3 separate regions of the Mus musculus genome follow, and regions 1 and 3 are each linked to region 2. A link is a contact called in public Hi-C and HiChIP or PLAC-seq data. All regions are on one chromosome and are shown on one strand. The core of a region is the stretch at or near the end of the contact, and the rest is flanking DNA. Distances in the headings are between cores, read along the strand shown. Region 1 has its middle 24 kb from the start of AI463229. Region 2 holds the start of Lncbate6 (a long non-coding RNA gene). Region 3 has its middle 5.2 kb from the start of Gm40918.

Region 1 (3,231 bases), core at 461-2,960, 150 kb after region 2:
TGCCTCCTCTGCCTCCTCTGCCTCCTCTGCCTCCTCTGCCTCCTCTGCCTCTGCCTCTGCCTCTGCCTCCTCTGCCTCCTCTGCCTCTGCCTCCTCTGCCTCTGCCTCCTCTGCCTCCTCTGCCTCCTCTGCCTCCTCTGCCTCCTCTGCCTCCTCTGCCTCCTCTGCCTCTGCCTCTGCCTCTGCCTCTGCCTCTGCCTCTGCCTCTGCCTCTGCCTCTGCCTCTGCCTCAAGTTCCCAAGTTCTGAGATAAGGCCATACACCTGGCTACTCATGGTTTTTGTTATTTGGGGGGCAAGGGGGTATCTGCATACATGTCTTTTTGAGGGTGTCAGATGTCCTTCAGGTGTGTTACAGAGGTGCTACAGCAGGTGTTACAGAGAGTTGTGATCTGCCATTTGGGTGATGGGAATTGAAGCTGGGTCCTCTGGAGGAGCAGCTAGTACTCTCAACTACTAAGCCATCTCTCCCAATACTCAAGTTTTTCAGAGGTGTATAAAAGGTGGAGAGAACTGTGTACCAGATAGAGAGAGAAGGCTGCAATCCTTTTATACCCATGATTCCAAACAGCAGCACAACTGAGAAGTGAGGCTTGGGACTGTTGCCCTGTAGGGAGGGGAGGCAATAAAAGCCTCCCCTGGGCTGTAGGGTAGATGGTCTGAGCAAGCGACCCAGAATGGTGTCGCTGCACCCTCTCGCCACTGCTCTAACCCACATGTTATACCCATGATACCTCCCTTCCCTTCCTAGAGAATCCTACCAGGAGCCCTCCACACACTTGGCTAATCATGTACTAGTAAGGGGCTCATCAATGCTCCTTAAGAAAGAGAGACTGAGAGATCAAAATTCATCCCATCCATTCCATTATTAATTTGTTTGATTTAAACTGAAGACAAATTTGAGACTCACACAAAGAAACAACCCTTTAATAGAGACTGTCGCCTGAGGAAGAACTCTCTGAGGGGACGTTCTATGTCGGGGAGACCTCTGAGGGAGAGGAGATCTCTGAGGGGGAAGAGATGGCTCAGGGGAGGAGATCTCTAAGGGGGAGATATCTGAGGAAGGAGGAGATCTCTGACAGGGGAGGAAATCTCTGAGGAGTGAGGAGATCTCTAAGGGCGACCTCTAGAGATCTCTGAGGGAGGAGATCACTGAGGGAGAAGACCTGAGGAAGGTATATCTCTGAGGAGGGAGGATATCTCTGAGGAGGGAGGATATCTCTGAGGGGGAACTTCTTGAGGAGAGATCTCTGAGGGAGGAGATTATGGACAGGAAAGATCTTAGCAAAGGAGAGCTCTAACAGGGTGGAGTGGGGGTGGGGGGTGAGGGTAATGGGTCTGAGGGCTCCCAAGACCCAGAATGAACTTTTCAGGATGAAGCAGACAGGACCACCCCCACCAAACTGAGTGTGTTGGCTCCCCACAAAACTGAACTGCCAGGCAGGTCCCCACAAAACCTACCCTTGGGTAGAATGGTTCCTTGGCCTCCTGGGCATCATGAACAAGATGTGAGTAAAGACATTTTTTTTTTTTTTGATGTGATTCAGAGAAGGAGCTTTCTTGAGGTACTGGGTGGTTTATTTCCATTTTCTAAATGACTTCTTGGCTAAGCAGCTGCTCCGGGCTTTGAAAGCTCAATCTGAAACACAGGGAAGGAAATGACAGGGGCTGATGGGGTGGGCAGGTGTCAGCTCAAGGGAACATGTGCAGAGCATTATGAAGCCACAGAGGAGCTGGCAGGAGCCCCCACTGCAGAGTCATGGGCCACGGCCTTCTGCACAGCCTCCAAGAAGAAACCACCTGTTTGTTGGCCAGAAAGACCAACTGCTCAATGCGCCTAGATGGAGTCGCAAATACTGTCGTGATTTAAAAACACAATTGAAAACACAAAGCAAAGTTGATTTCTGCACACACTTATTGCCAGCAACATGGTCCCAGACACACTTGGCTGTTTGTACATCTTATCTCTAGGACAAAAAAAAAAAAAAAGAGGATCCTAAAATGCTGTTCTGCAAAGAAAGAAGAGTATGAACTCTCAGTGTTTATGGTGACAAAGAACACGTACGTGAGAAGGGAAGACGGAAAGTAGGGATCTGAGAGGATACACACACATCTGTGTTCATGGCAACATCATACACAAGAGGCAGCCAGTAGGTGGAAGCTACTCACATCCATTCTGACAGATGGAGGGGTTCAAAGCACATGCAATGAAGCACTATTTTATTTTGGAAAAAGGCATATCCAATGTGTGCTCAACTCTCGATGATGCTGACTGAATGAAGCAAGCCAGTCCCCAAAAGACCACGACTGTGTCACTTATGTGGGGTACCGACCAAGAGTAGTCAGATCCATACAGACAGAAAGCAGAGTGAGGTGGCCAGGGCATGGGGGAAGGGGAGAGAGAAACTAGTGTTGATTGGAGTGAGTTTCAGTTTGACAATGACAAACTTCTGAAAGGACGTGGTGGTGGTCAACAACCTAAGTGTCCCTGATTCTACAACACCTCAGAATGGCTATGATGGTCAATTCACCTTATACAATAAAAAAAAAAAAAAAAAAAAAAAAAAGTCATCAGTCAAGACCGCATTTTGAAGGTTTGTTTTATGTGTGCATGCGTGCGTGCGTGCGTGCGTGCGTGCGTGTGTGTGTGTGTGTGTGTGTGTGTGTGCACATGCACCATGTGATGCTAAGTTCACAGAGAGGCCAGAAGCAGGCATCTCATCCCCCTAGAGTTGAAATGACAGGAAGTTATGAACCTCCATACGGGTGCTGGTTACTGCACCCATGTTGTTTCCCTAAGCCTCACCGCAGTCGCCATGTCTTGGAATGTCACTGCATGTAAGGAAAGCCAAGCACGAGGGAACACCATTGATAAGCCGGTTCAGGCTTGCCTCACACGCCAAACTTCTCAGCGGTAAAACAAACAGAAGCAAGCACGCTCAATTCTTCAACTAGTTCCCTCCCGAACTTTAGTATCCAGAAGTTCAATTTCCTTCTCTATCAACTTAGGTTCATATCACTTCAGCCTGTGGTCAAAGATACATCCACAAATATTACTTACAGCCATTTTCAGGTCATTAAGCACAGTCTGTGTTAAAGTTAGCCTTGAACCCGCAGACCTAGGGAAGACCCTGAGTTACCTATCTTTTGAGCCCTCTCCCTGTAGTCTGAGAAACTGGCCAACTGCAGAAGAGCATCCTTCAGATAATTAAAAAAAAAAAAAAAAAAAAAA
Region 2 (3,208 bases), core at 681-3,180:
GTTTCACTCCCTCAACCTGCTGCAAGTATTTTACCAACCAGTGAGACTACAGAGGAGCACTCCCTCCCTTGCCTCCCTCCTCATACTAACTGTAGAGAGACAGAAAGTTAGGAAGATCTTGGCCTGCACAGTGTCCGTCCCTGGACATTCCCTCCCAGGCACATAACTTCGAGGTACTTAAAAGATGTTGCAAGAGAGTCCTGTGGTCCTACGAGAAGATGCCAAGCAAGATGAGTCTCTCTCAGCACTGCTTCCAGCGGATGGCAACTTCTCTTGTGTGGCCTTCAAAGCAGAGGGGACTGCAGCCTAGCTCAGGAGCATTGAGAGCCTTACTCATCTGTGAAGAGGTGAGCATGACAGACCTGGACTTGGAGTCCAAAGCAAAGAGAAAGGGGCAGTGGGATAGGGACCTATGGCCCGTCATGGCAGCTGCTGTCCCCTCTACCCAGGCCCTCTATTGTGTCCTCTCATAGACATTCAACCATCCAAAAGGGCAAGTGCATGCTGTTATGGAGTGTGAAGTGTCCCTTCACTGACTAGGCGGATGAGGACAAGTGACTGGATCCTAAGGGCTCTGAGCTAATCAGTGGATTAACCAACCCCTTGATGGATTTATAATTTGGAAGCATGGCTTGGAGATGCTACAAAAAGTAAGAGGCTGCTACCAGCCGGAGTATTAGGTCGCCGTGGGTGACTCTGTGGTGTTGTATCTTGACCTGGTCCTTCCTGTACCCATCTCTCAGCTTCTGCCATGAAGAAGCTTTTTCATCCCGCCCTCCCACCTTCACGATGCTCTGTCAAGAGAATGGAGCCAAGCAGCCACAGACTGACGCCTCCGAAGCTGTGAGCATCAGCAAATCTTCCCTCAAGTTCTTTACATGGGGCACTTTGTCACCACCATAAGACTAGCCAATCTACAGGCCAGATGCCAGCTCCTCCGGAATAGTTTCCCATAAGCCCTTTCAGCCCGCGTTAACTGACTGACAGGTGTCCCCATCACCCTCTTTCTCTGGCAGGCCTATTTTACACTATAATATTGTTCTGTTAGCATTGCAGGTTCCTCATTAGGCAGAAATAATATCATAATCCTATGTTCCTTGCACATGATCCAGATGAATTCTCCCTCTATTCCTGCTTCTCACACGAGCTGGTGCACACACACACACACACACACATACACATACACACACACACACACACACACACACACACAAGCACACGCACACGCACACACACACACCACTGCTACTACACCAGTAGAGACTCTTTGCCCCCCTTCCCAATAAAGGATATGCACTTTCCAGGGGGGCTCAAAGGGTCTAATTCTGAAACATAAATAGTGTGTATATGCTGGATCAGTTCAGAATCTATTATATCCAAAGGAAAAATTGTGGATCTATTTCTAAAAGTTTCCTAGTCACTTCTGAAGATAAATTTTGCATTTAAGAAAAAACTCAGAGTAGAGAGCTAGAAAGATGGCTCAGCAGTTAGTTGTGCTTACTGTTCTTGCAGAGGACCTGGGTTCAAGTCCTAGCACCCACATGGCTACTCACAACCATCTGTAACTCCAGTTCCAGGGGATCTGACGCCCTCTTCTGACTTCCACAGGTACCACGTATGCCCATGATACACATGCATACATGCTGGCAAACCATTTTTTGTGCATAAACAAACAAAGCCAAATAAAGTAAATAAAATTAAAAAAGAAAAAACAAGTAGGAATAGGAGATGTAGCCCAGGAAAGTACATGCCTACCACCTTCGGGACCCTAGGCTGAACCCTTAACACTGTAAAAATAATAATAATAATAATAAATTTTAAATATTAAAATGAATCAGAAGCCAGGCATGGTGGTACATGCCTTTAAACTTAGCACTTGGGAGGCAGAGACGGTAAATCTCTCTGAGTTTGAGGCCAGCCTGGTTTACATAGTGAGCTCTAGGCTCCTCAAGGCTACAGAGCAAGATCACATCTCAAAAGACACAAAAAATAAACCACAGTAATCCTTTGCGTTTGCTGTCTTGCTTTATAACTGCATTGTCTGATATGAGCGTATTTGTAACTGCAGGTAACAGAACACTGAAAATTAGAGTCCTTGGAGAAATAGCAGCCACCTAACTCAGTTAGCCAATGAGAGCATGTAACAAGGGTACCAAGTCAACTGGGGCAGGACTGGCCTTCACCTTCAACACCACTCAGTGTTCGTATCTCTCACTGCGCAACGAGTTTTGTTTGGTTTTTCATTTAAGAAAAGCAGACTTGAGGGACCTGGGGAAACAGCTCAGTATGTAAAGTGCTTGCACGATCCCCTGCACCCCCATAAGAGCTAAGTGCAGTGCTGCGCCTGTGATCCCAGGACTGGGGATGAAGAGGCAGCGGGATCATTGGGGCTTGTTCCCAAGGTCTGTCAAAAATGGAGCTCCAGATTCACTGAGAGGCCCTCTCTCTAAAAAGTAAGGAGGATGGAGCTGAAGGTTTTGAGCATCAGCTGCTCATCCAGAGGACCTGGGTCCAAGTCCCAGCATCCAACATGGATGCTCACAACCATCTGTAATTCTAGTTCTTGGAGATCCAATGTCCTCTCCTGGCCTTCAGGGTCATCAGGAATGTATGTGATGCAAAGACACTCGAGCATGCAAAACACCCATATATATAACAATAAGTGTGTGTGTGTGTATGTGTGTGTGTGTGTGTGTGTGTGTGTTTTAATGAGGAAAGTAGTTGAAGAAGATGCTCAGTGTCACTCTCAGCTCCCCAGGCACTAACACATATGCAGAGGGACACACACCTGTGCTTGCACACAGAGAAGTAGATCTGAATATATGAGTGCCCACCGGTGGCCAGCCAGGGATGCTCTCTGCAGCCACACCTCAGTACAATGATCACAGCATGGGACATGGATGCCACTGGGGTCCATTCTGAAGGACAGCTCTGTTTCCTGCCTCTGGCCAGCATCTGTGGTCAGGCAAAGCTACGAGGAAATACAATGAAGGTCAGTTTAACAAAGACCCCAGTGTGGGTGAAATTTAACACCACAGGAGACAGACTGTGGGAGGAGGAAGAGGAGCCCAGAGCCCCAGGCTCTGTGGAAGAAATGGGGAAGGGTCAGAGAGGGAACTGGAAAGAAGCCTGATCCCACTGCAACCTCTACAGCCAGACTGCTGGAGACTTCCGAAAATGAGGCACACCAGGCACAGACAGTGGTAAG
Region 3 (3,198 bases), core at 697-3,196, 200 kb after region 2:
CCATTATAAGCCCCCATGTGAGTGCAGGGAGTTAAACTTGGTCCTTTGGGAGAGCAGTGTGATCATAACAACTGAGCCATTTCTCCAACCCCTATATTGGTTTTCAACAGAATATTTTCCACTGTGAAAGAGACACAAAGGAAAACTCTCTATGCTTCAACTTCCTTGTGGTAAAACTACAGTTCTTTCCAGAGTTCCCTTGACAGTCTTTGTTAAGTGGTTTTAAAAATAAAAAAAGTCTACTCCCACTTTAAGAATCATTATTAGAGATTCAGAGAAAGAGACATGTTTGAAGACATTATACTTATAGTTGTGAAGTATTGTTTATAAATGTCAAAGCTTATCACCAGAAAGATGTTATCAATGACTATGAGTGACAGAATTATGATAGAACTTTGCCATTTCTTTACATCTTTCTGCAATTTCTAAAATTACCTATAATAATAAACTAACCCAAATATGTACTAAGTTGAAGGAATAAACAAAATAGGGTATACACAATGGACTATTCTGCAGCCTTTAAGAGGAATCTGGTACATGCTGTAACATGGCTAGTCCCTGAAGATGCTGTACTCGGTTAATGAATTAACCTCTTAGGGTTTTGCTGCTGTGAAGAGACACCATGAGCAAAGCCACTCTTATTAAGGAAAACATTTACTTGGGGCTGGGTTACAGGCTCAGAGGGTCAGTCCATTATCATCAAAGCTGAAACATGGCAGCACCTAGGCAAGCATGGAGCAGGAGGAGCTGAGAGTTCATCTTGTTTTGAAGACAAAAAGAAGACTGGCTTCCAGGTAGCTAGGATGAGTGCCTTAAAGCCCACACCCACAGTGACACATTTCCTCCACCAAGGCAACATCTCCTAATGATGCTGCTATCTGGGCCAACCACATTCAAACCACCACACATTCACAATGATATTAGTGATTCTACTTATTTAAGGTGTCTGGACTGGGTCACTTTACAGATGTGATGGACTGATGAGACAGCTCAGTGGGCAAAGTGCTTGCTGCTAAGCCTAATGAAGTGAGTTCTCGTCAGGACCCGCTTGGAGGAAGGAAAGAATCCATTCCCACAGGCTGTTCTCTGACCTCCACACAAGCACTGTAGCACGTTTGTGGACAGACACACACACACACACATACACACCAGGACTGGAAGAGATGGGCATGAGAGTGCTTGGGTTCCAGATCAGGAAATGGAAGAGCTCTGGGGACAGTTGACGGTTTTGTAACAACATTGTTCTTAATATCAATAAGTTACACTGGGCGGTGGTGGTGCACGCCTTTAATCCCAGCACTCGGGAGGCAGAGGCAGAGGCAGGCGGATTTCTGAGTTCGAGGCCAGCCTGGTCTACAAAGTAAGTTCCAGGGCAGCCAGGGCTATACAGAGAAACCCTGTCTCAAAAAACATATATATATATATATATGTGTGTGTGTGTGTGTGTGTGTGTGTGTGTGTGTGTGTGTGTGTGTTACATACTTTCAAATAATCAGATCTGAAGTGAGGGGAAGCTAAAGATATGAAAGGGTGTGGTGGGGTGTGCCTTTAATTCCAGCACTTGCAAGGCCAGCCTGGTCTAGTAACAATAGAAACTCTAACAACCAAAGACAACATTCCTCATTTCTCTTTCTCTCTAAGGCTGACAACACTGGTCTGTTTCTTCACATTGGTCTCTTCTAGGTAGCGATTAGTAGATTCATGTAGGGATGTGTGTGTGTGTGTGTGTGTGTGTGTGTGTGTGTCATGTTGTGTTTTAGTTTGCTTTCTACTGCAGTGATAATACCATGACTAAAAGCATCTTGGAGAGGAAAGGACTTATTCAGCTCACCCATGCCAGTCACAGTCCAGCATGAAGTGAAGACAGGGCAGAGACTCATGCCGGAACCTGGAGGGCGATGCTGAGACAGTGGACTTGGAGAAACGCTGCCTACTGGCTAGTTTTCTGAGGCTTATTCTGCTATTTGATAAAACTCAGGATCACTTGCCAGGGGTAGCACCACCCACAGTGGGCTGGGCCCTCCTGAGTCAATAATTCATCAAGAAAATGCCCCACGGGCAAACCTAATGGAAGCAATTCCCTCTTGCTTCCCCTGGCATTGGCATTCCCTCTTTTTAGGTGATTCTGGCTTGTGTCAAGATGTGACAAAAAACAAGCTAACTAACCAGCACACGTATGTATGTATATATGTTTGTGTGTATATATGTGTGTGAGGTGCATGTATACATGTGTGTATATTTGTGTGTTTGCATGTTATGTATATATGAACATGGGAGTGGCTTACTGTTTTTAACATAGACTTTAGTTTTCAGGCATGTTGTACTTTGTCTGACTTCCTTTTAGATCCAGGAACACTCCCGGGCTATACTTCTCATACCTCTTTCTCCATCTATCCTTTAATACTCTGGGGTTGCTTCCGCCTTTCAGCTATCGTGTGCAGTGTGCCTGAGTGTGTGAATGTTCAATGGAAATTATAAGAATCAGTGATCCCTGAGAGTCTAGAAAAATGAAGGAGGTGACCTCTCTCTCTCACTAGTTCTGAGAAATCATTTCTTTTACGGAGTCAGAAATGTAAGAGCAGGAAGTGATTATAAAACCATCATCTCTATTTATTTATAGACCAGGAAGCAGACACCGAGCAACTACACAGGGTAGTTTATAAACTGTGCGGTCTCTTGCACAGAGAGGGGGTGCTGGAAAGGACCCTTCTCCCACGAAAAATTATCTGCATGGCTTATCACACCACATACCTCAAATTCCCTGCAGTAGAAAAAATATATTAATTTAGATGAAGACACTGGCAATACTACCAGGAATCTCCCAGGAAAATATAAATAGCTCTGCAGGAAAGTCACTGCTGACCCACAATCCATTGTCTTGAAAGACTGGTTTTCCACAGAACAAGAAGCTAGAGTAGATGCTGAGGGAACAGAGCTGTACCGGTTTTGGGGGGGGGGGGGCAGGAGATGTGTCGTGTGTAATTCTGAGTGCAGATGCTCCATAGGATATGGCTGCCTCATTCAGGATCCAGGCATCTGGCAGTCACCTGTATCAAATTCGGAGGCTAAAGATGTGAAAGGGTGTGGTGGGGTGTGCCCTTAATTCCAGCACTAGCAAGGCAGAGGCAGATGGATATCTCTGAATTCAAGGCCAGCTTGGTCCATTCTAGGCTAGCTAGAGCTGTATAAGGAGATCTT

What was found. A called contact is a pair of places that touch in the nucleus more often than the background predicts. HiChIP or PLAC-seq counts read pairs in DNA pulled down with a chosen protein or histone mark.
Region 1: a contact with region 2 is called in a BATF HiChIP or PLAC-seq map of CD8 T cells, with 10 read pairs. The contact joins the enhancer-like site here to the promoter of Lncbate6 in region 2. A contact is called at or near these places in 3 of 15 datasets of contacts at CTCF or cohesin (CD8 T cells, large pre-B cells and pro-B cells), 7 of 484 Hi-C or Micro-C datasets (the C10 cell line, bone marrow-derived macrophages, double positive thymocytes and 4 more), 5 of 115 datasets of contacts at active chromatin or transcription factors (CD8 T cells, T-cell acute lymphoblastic leukemia, acute myeloid leukemia and 2 more) and 2 of 9 other capture datasets (embryonic stem cells and embryonic tail).
Region 3: a Hi-C map of bone marrow-derived macrophages shows a contact between it and region 2, with 43 read pairs. The contact joins the enhancer-like site here to the promoter of Lncbate6 in region 2. A contact is called at or near these places in 1 of 15 datasets of contacts at CTCF or cohesin (large pre-B cells), 12 of 484 Hi-C or Micro-C datasets (the C2C12 cell line, CD4 T cells, CD8 T cells and 6 more), 5 of 115 datasets of contacts at active chromatin or transcription factors (T-cell acute lymphoblastic leukemia, acute myeloid leukemia, large pre-B cells and 2 more) and 1 of 9 other capture datasets (embryonic stem cells).

Annotation. Positions count from the first base shown.
Region 1 is chr13:37,690,526-37,693,756 of GRCm38.p6, forward strand. No RefSeq gene overlaps it. Among named protein-coding and RNA genes, the nearest start is that of AI463229, 24 kb to the left of the region's middle. Within about 2 kb of position 1,711, at least 38 of the 459 cell types and tissues checked have an H3K27ac peak or open chromatin away from gene starts, as enhancers often do. A contact at or near this core is called in CD8 T cells, T-cell acute lymphoblastic leukemia and pro-B cells, where this site is marked.
Region 2 is chr13:37,538,206-37,541,413 of GRCm38.p6, forward strand. It overlaps Lncbate6 (a long non-coding RNA gene), which reads left to right and starts at 1,931. Exons shown (of 3, transcript XR_382205.2): 1 at 1,931-3,203.
Region 3 is chr13:37,738,320-37,741,517 of GRCm38.p6, forward strand. No RefSeq gene overlaps it. Among named protein-coding and RNA genes, the nearest start is that of Gm40918, 5.2 kb to the left of the region's middle. Within about 2 kb of position 1,947, at least 27 of the 459 cell types and tissues checked have an H3K27ac peak or open chromatin away from gene starts, as enhancers often do. A contact at or near this core is called in acute myeloid leukemia and bone marrow-derived macrophages, where this site is marked.